Regions from separate parts of the Anser cygnoides genome. Here region 1 is linked to region 2. A link is a contact called in public Hi-C data. All regions are on one chromosome and are shown on one strand. The core of a region is the stretch at or near the end of the contact, and the rest is flanking DNA. Distances in the headings are between cores, read along the strand shown.

Evidence for each region. A called contact is a pair of places that touch in the nucleus more often than the background predicts.
Region 1: a Hi-C map of liver shows a contact between it and region 2, with 4 times the contacts expected there. The contact joins the promoter of ALKBH2 here to the promoter of MMAB in region 2. A contact is called at or near these places in 2 of 7 Hi-C or Micro-C datasets (both in liver).

The regions. Positions count from the first base shown.
Region 1 is chr17:1,781,577-1,784,611 of Taihu_goose_T2T_genome, reverse strand. ALKBH2 (alkB homolog 2, alpha-ketoglutarate dependent dioxygenase) reads right to left here and starts at 1,407. Exons shown (of 3, transcript XM_048073659.2): 1 at 1,212-1,407; 2 at 798-996; 3 at 1-661. The coding sequence starts at 1,407. The coding sequence ends at 352. It overlaps UNG (uracil DNA glycosylase), which reads left to right and starts at 1,492. Exons shown (of 7, transcript XM_066979193.1): 1 at 1,492-1,650; 2 at 2,120-2,329; 3 at 2,399-2,494. The coding sequence starts at 1,561.
Region 2 is chr17:1,630,648-1,633,932 of Taihu_goose_T2T_genome, reverse strand. MMAB (metabolism of cobalamin associated B) reads right to left here and starts at 1,635. Exons shown (of 10, transcript XM_066978724.1): 1 at 1,527-1,635; 2 at 1,137-1,189; 3 at 969-1,062; 4 at 822-879. The coding sequence starts at 1,606. It overlaps MVK (mevalonate kinase), which reads left to right and starts at 1,735. Exons shown (of 11, transcript XM_066978721.1): 1 at 1,735-1,890; 2 at 1,983-2,130; 3 at 2,924-3,071. The coding sequence starts at 1,813.

The DNA of each region.
Region 1 (3,035 bases), core at 158-2,657, 150 kb before region 2:
ACAAACTTTTCACTGCTATCTCAACGATACAGAGTATTTTGATCTTTCTGAGCAAGCGGCCAGATTAAGATCAGATGAGAACAAACTTCCTCCCGACCAAAACAAGGGTATTACTCATTAAAAATACGTGTGTCAGCAGGACTACAGCAACAGCATACTGACAAAGCATTCTTGGCACTGCAGATCAATAGTTGCACTATTTATTAGCAAATTACCAGGTATACTATCAACTTTTCTGGTTTAATGCTTTGGATTGTCAAAGACTGTTTGAGGCACAAACTGGCAGCCATACTGGGGAAGAAAACCTTCATTTTCAGAGTCTAAAGACCGGGTGCTTGATCGCCGAGTATCTCACTTCTTGTCTATAGCTATCACTTTCCGAAACGTCAGGTTGATCCTCGGACTGAGCACCCTCTTGCGGACGGGCAGGCTGTGATACCAGTACACGTTGGTGGGGTACTTCATCATAAGCAGGCTGCCGTGGGCTAGCTGCAGCGTGACGGGCTTGATGCGGCGCGTTGCGTTTTTCCCTCGGGAATCACAGTGCCTAAAAACAAAGTCCCTGCAGGCTCCGAAGGACACAGACGCGATGGGGCTGCGTGGGACCAGTTCTCTCTCGTCATCTCGGTGTTCGCCTATGTGGTCCAGACCGTCTTTGTATCTGTAAGCGGAATAATTAGTTCTCCCAGTTCCATAAAATGAACGTCAAACAATTTTTCAGTGATCTATTGACACTCAAGCAAGCAATTTTTCATCTGAACGACAAGCTGCTCGATGCAGTCGGACATCTGACGTACCTGTTAATGAGGACAAAATTAAAGTTGTGTCCCGTGACCGAGGCAACGCGGTCCCTGATGTGTTCGAGAACTGGGATCCAGGGCTCGGGAGAAAAGGTGACCCCCGAGTACGTGTACGTCAGCTCGGGGTCTCCGTAGACTGCCTGCCTCCTGGGAATGCTGTGCCATTTGCCGAAGACGTGCAGCTTGGTCTGGTCGTCTGCTCAAACGAGAGGCAAAGGGGTCGGGGTTAGCTCCGCGGCCCGGTTACCGGGGGATGCCACCGCCCCGGGATGTCCCCCCCAGGGGATGTCAGCCCCCCGAGTTCCCGGGTCCCGCAGGCAGCAGCTGACAGCCGCCCACCTCTGTTTCTCCCCCCCCCGGTGCCGCCGCCGTTCCCTCCCCGCTCGGCGGCGGCGGCTCCCGGGCGCTCACCCGGCCGGTACCGCACGTCCCGCTCCAGCCGCCGCAGGACGCCGTCCGCCTCGGCGGGGCCGAACAGCAGCCGGTACTCGCAGCTCAGGCCCTGCCCGCGGATCTGGCGGCAGGGGGGGGGGCGGCGGCACGGGCACGGGCACGGCCCCCCCGTCCTCCCCCTCCGCCTCCTCCGGCCGCGGCCTCTTCCCGCACCTCCCCGCCATCAGCCCCCGGTGCCGCGAGCCGCGGATGCGCGCGCGGAGCCCCGCCCCCCGCCCCGCCCCGCCCCTCGCCCCGCCCCCTCGTCCGGTTTTGGCGCCAATTCGCCTCCCCAGCCCACGCGGGTCCCGCCGCCGCCGCCGCAGCCATGATCGGGCAGCGCACGCTGCTCTCCTTCTTCGGCCCCGCGCCCGCCAGGAAGCGCAGCCGCTCCCCGGAGCCGGGCGGCGATGCCGAGGTGATGGGGAGAGGGATGCGGGGAGCGGCTGCTGGGGGGAGCGGGGACCTGGGGGTGCACGGGGCGCTGGGGGGCGCCGGTGTCCCGGGGGGGATGCGGGGCTCCGGTCCCGTCCCAACGCCGCGGCGCTGCCCCGCCAAAGGAGCCCGCGCTCCGCCGGCGCCCCATGGGCTCGGGGGGCATCCTCAGGGCACGGTTGCTAGGTAGACTGGCCCCGCGCCGCTGCGGCTGGCCAATAGGGAGGAGCGGACCGTCTGCCCGCGGCCAATAGGAAATTCAGAGCGCGCGGGGGGCGGGGCTCGGCGCTGTTTTGCCGCGAAAAAGCCGCGTGGGGCGCGGGCACCGCGGGACCGCCCTGAGCGGGGCGGAGCGGGGCGCGGAACGGCTCGGAATGGCGTCCGGGCCGCTCCGGGTGCTCGGCCAGAGGCTGGGCCCGCTCTGCAGCCGCCTGCTCGTTCGCCGTTTCCAGGCCGGTGGTGCCGCCGCCGCCAAGAAGGCGAAGGCTGCGGGGAGCGAGGCGGGCGGGGCCTCGCCGCTGAGCCCGGAGCAGCAGGAGCGGATCCGCAGGAACAAGGAGGCGGCGCTGCAGCGGCTGGCAGAGCGCAACGTGCCGCCGGGCTTCGGGGAGAGCTGGCGGCGGCAGCTGGCCAAGGAGTTCTCCAAGCCCTACTTCCTGGAGGTGAGCGCCGGGCCGGGGTGGGGGGGGTCCCGGTCCCGGTCCCTGCTGATCCGCCCGCTCTGCCCGCAGCTGATGGCCTTCGTGGCGGAGGAGAGGAAGCGGCACACCGTGTACCCGCCCCCGGAGCAGGTCTTCACCTGGACGCAGATGTGCGACATCAGGGATGTGAGTGCGGCTGGGGGGGTGCCAGTCTCTGGGGGGGGTATGGGCACGGACACGGGCACGGCTGTGGGGTCCTGCGGGCTGCCCTGGCATGGGTGCTGCTGGCTCACAGCACCTGCGGGTCCCGCTCGGTTGATCTCCTCCCACACCCAAGTTCAGTTTTGATGTTTTATTACCAGCCGTGGGCTTTCCCTTAAAAATTCAGTGGGGCTCTTGACCTTATTTTTAGTGTTACCGGCATATAACATAGTGCCTGTTTTTGCATCTCGTACAACTTGCTTTTTTCCACTATGTTAATGAGCTGTAATTAAAAAATATGTGTGACTGGCTTAGGTAATCCCCTTGGCAATAAGCTGTGTTTGTAATCGTGGATATCACTGTGAATGAGTCGTAAAATTCAAATCTAAGGAAACCTCCTTGGAAAATACCCTCGTAGTGTTGTGGATTTTTGAAAGCTTTGGTTGTTTGTACTCAAAGTACTTCCATAACCTTGGCAGAAAAACCGCGGTGAGTTTAGACTTAGGTAGGAGCTGTGTTCCTTAAC
Region 2 (3,285 bases), core at 386-2,885:
CCACAGCAAGCTCTGGGAGGCGACAGCTGGTTGTGCTGATTAAAGAGGATCCGACCCTTGTTGTTCATCATCCCCAGCCTGCTGGCAGGAGGGATCAGATACGTGCTCCCTAATTGCTTTATGAGAAACCAGATTATCGCGTGTACTCGTTTTCACTGGCACATTAAACCACCCTGGATGACCCTGGCGAGAGGAGACCAGGGGTACTCGCAGGATCTGGTTGCTGGTGGGACATCGAACCAGGAACCTCTGAGAGAGTGGCAGTGACAAACAGCTGGAGATGGTGCTGGCTCAGTGTCACATCCACTTCTGAGAGGAGCATCTCTCCATAGCACGGGACGTTTCAGAGGCAGCCTGGTAAAGCTCTGTAAGGTCTCCGATTAGCTCCTTCTGAGGTCCTGTGCACAGCGAAGCCAGTTAGTAAAACCCACATGATGCCACGGTGGGAGCAGTCTCCCACCATCGCGCCCACGTAGTTTTGGTGCCCTGATCCCAAACCTGAGGCTCCGTGACGAGACTTAACTCACATCCGTGACATGTGGGGGCACAGATCTGGGTACATGTGGATACGTTTATCTGCCCGCAACCGATCTGCTTGAGCTGCCGGTTTCCTTCCTGGTTAAAGTTTGTCTCTTGGGGGGTAACTGTGGCTCAGAGCCTTAAATATTTAGGGGATGCTTCATCCTAATATTTTAATGCTAAGTTTATTTTATTTAATTTATTTAATTAAGTTCCTACGTGTCAACGGGAGCATCCTGCCTAAAACCAGCGCGGCACGCGGCGGGGCCGCGGGGTGAGGAAGGCCTGCCGGCAGCACTCACTTTGCGAAGCTGCTCCACGAACGCGTGCCCCTTCTCGACGCCGAACTCGCTGGCTAGCCTGCGGCGGGGAAAGGGGGTGAGCGGGGGGCTGCGGCCCCCCGGGGCTCGGGGAGGAGGAGGCCGGGGGAGGCCCCGCGGGGCGCTCACCCGATGGCGGAGCTCAGCTCGTCCGTGGTGCCCAGCGCCTCGAAGACGCGGTCGCCCTTGGGCCTCCTCTCCCCGGTGAAGGTGCTGGAGAAGCCTGCGGCAGGCGCGGGGGGGGCTCAGGACCGGGCAGGGCCAGCAGGCCCCGCTCCCCGGCCGCCCCGGGCCCACCTCCGTCCCCCGTTCGCGTGTAGATCCTCGGGGCGCGGGCACCGCCGGCGGGGCTGCGGGAGGTGGGGGTCGTCAGGGGGCGGCAGGCAGCTCCCGGCCCCGGGCCCGGTCCCCAGCCCCGGTCCCGATCCCCGGTCCTGATCCCCGGCCCCAGTCCCCGCTCCCTGGCCCCAGTCCCCGCTCCCCGCACCCCGTCCCGGTCCCCGGTCCCGATCCCTGGCCCCGATCCCGGTCCCGTTCCCTGGTCCCGGCCCCGATCCCCGGCCCCCGCTCCCGTTCCCGGCCCCGATCCCCGGCCCCGGTCCCCGCACCCCGTCCCAGTCCCTGGCCCCGTTCCCGGCCCTGGCCCCGATCCCCGCTCCCGCTCCCCGGCCCCGTTCCCAGCCCCACCTGCCGGCCCCGCCGCGCTGCCGCAGCCCCAGCGGCCTCCGCACCCCCCGGGCCGCCGCCGCCGCCGCCCGCCGCAGCATCGCCGCCTCCCGCCGCAACCCCTCCGGGGCCCCCGCCAGGCCCCCGCCGGCCTCACCCCAGCGCCTCGCCACCCCGCGCCGCCGCCTCCCGATTGGCCGGCCCGCGGCCCCGTCCCCTCTGCGAGCCCCGCGATTGGCTGGGAGCGAGCGGGGCGGGGCCGGCGGCTGAAGCCGGAGCGGGGCGCGGTGCCCGGCGGCGGCCGGCCATGGCGGAGCGGGGCCTGGTGGTGTCGGCGCCGGGGAAGGTGATCCTGCACGGGGAGCACGCCGTGGTGCACGGCAAGGTGAGCGCCGCCACGGGGCGGGACGGGCCTGGGCTTCGTGTTCCCGGTCCTCACGCCCCGTCCCGTCCCGTTCCGTCCCGTTCGTCCCGCAGGCGGCGCTGGCCGTGGCGCTGGGGCTCCGCACCTTCCTGTGCCTGCGGCCCGGCGGCGAGGAGCGGCTCCGTGTCCGCCTGCCCGGCGTCGGCGTCCTCAGGAGCTGGGACCTGCCCGGCCTCCGCGCCCTCAGGGGTCGCCTCGAGGGTGAGAGGGGACCGGGGGGTCCCGGGGGGGAGGCACTGGGCTTGGGGGGGGGGGTGGGATGGGGTTAGGGTTGGGGTTGGGTTGGGTTGGGTTGGGGGCTTGGGTTGGGTTGGGTTGGGGTAGGGGGGGTTCATCAACTGACAGGGGCACGGGGTAAGGGGGTGTCCCGTCCCTCACGGGCTGGATGGGACTGGGGGGACCCGGGGTTAGGGCAGGGAGCTGGAACCAGGGGGTCTGTAAGGGCCCCATCCAGCCCCAGCCGCCCCCGGGCGCTCAGCGTCTCGTGCCGGGTGACTCCATGGGTCCCTTCCCACTGCAGGACCTGGCACCAGCTCCCCCGACCCTCACCAGCTCTGTTTGCTTAGCAGGACAAAGTCCGCAGGGTCAGCACGTCGGTAACCTCGGCACCGGCCAGAACTTCTCTTGTGCTCATCCCTGCCCTGGCTGTTGCATCTCAGACGCGTCTGAAGAACCTCAGCGTCCCTGTTGTTTAATAACCAGCATTTGGCTTGCCAAATTCTGCCTGGTGGTGGATGGGCACATGTGAGAAGTGAACGCACGGAGTCTCTGTCAGATGGTGCAGGTGTGGGGATGGAGGAAGATCAGGTTCTCGGGGTGGTTGGTGGTTTTGCTTTGTTTTATCCTGAGCAGAAAGCTTGTAGGTAAAACGTGAAACTAGTTCGTAGTCCGTGTCTGCCTCCTCTAACAAGAGTTGTTTGTGTAAATGCAGCTTTCGGGTTTAACAATTTCCTGGCTTCTAAGTGTTTGAATTCTCCCCTGCTTGCCTCCCTAGCTGACTTTGATGAGTCTAAGCCCCCCAGCGCAGAACTGCTGGAAGCACTGAAAGAGTTTGCTGGAATCCCTGCCGAAGCCTCAGCTCCCGACAGCCTTGCTATTCTTGCCTTCCTTTATATGTGCCTGGCTATTTCAGCTAAGTATGGGTAAGGCTGTCCTCCTGCCCCAAAATAAACGTGTTTTGGGCGTTCAGCGTTAATTGTATCTTCAAGGTCACAGAAAGAAACCAAATCTTTCAGGCAAAGTAAGAAATCAAAGGGAATCGCACTTTATTTAGGTTCTGGGCACCTCAAGAGACCCCTTCAGAGCTGGTGTATTTGGTGGGTGGGGTGCCCCAAGCGGGTGGGCTGGGAGTCGTTG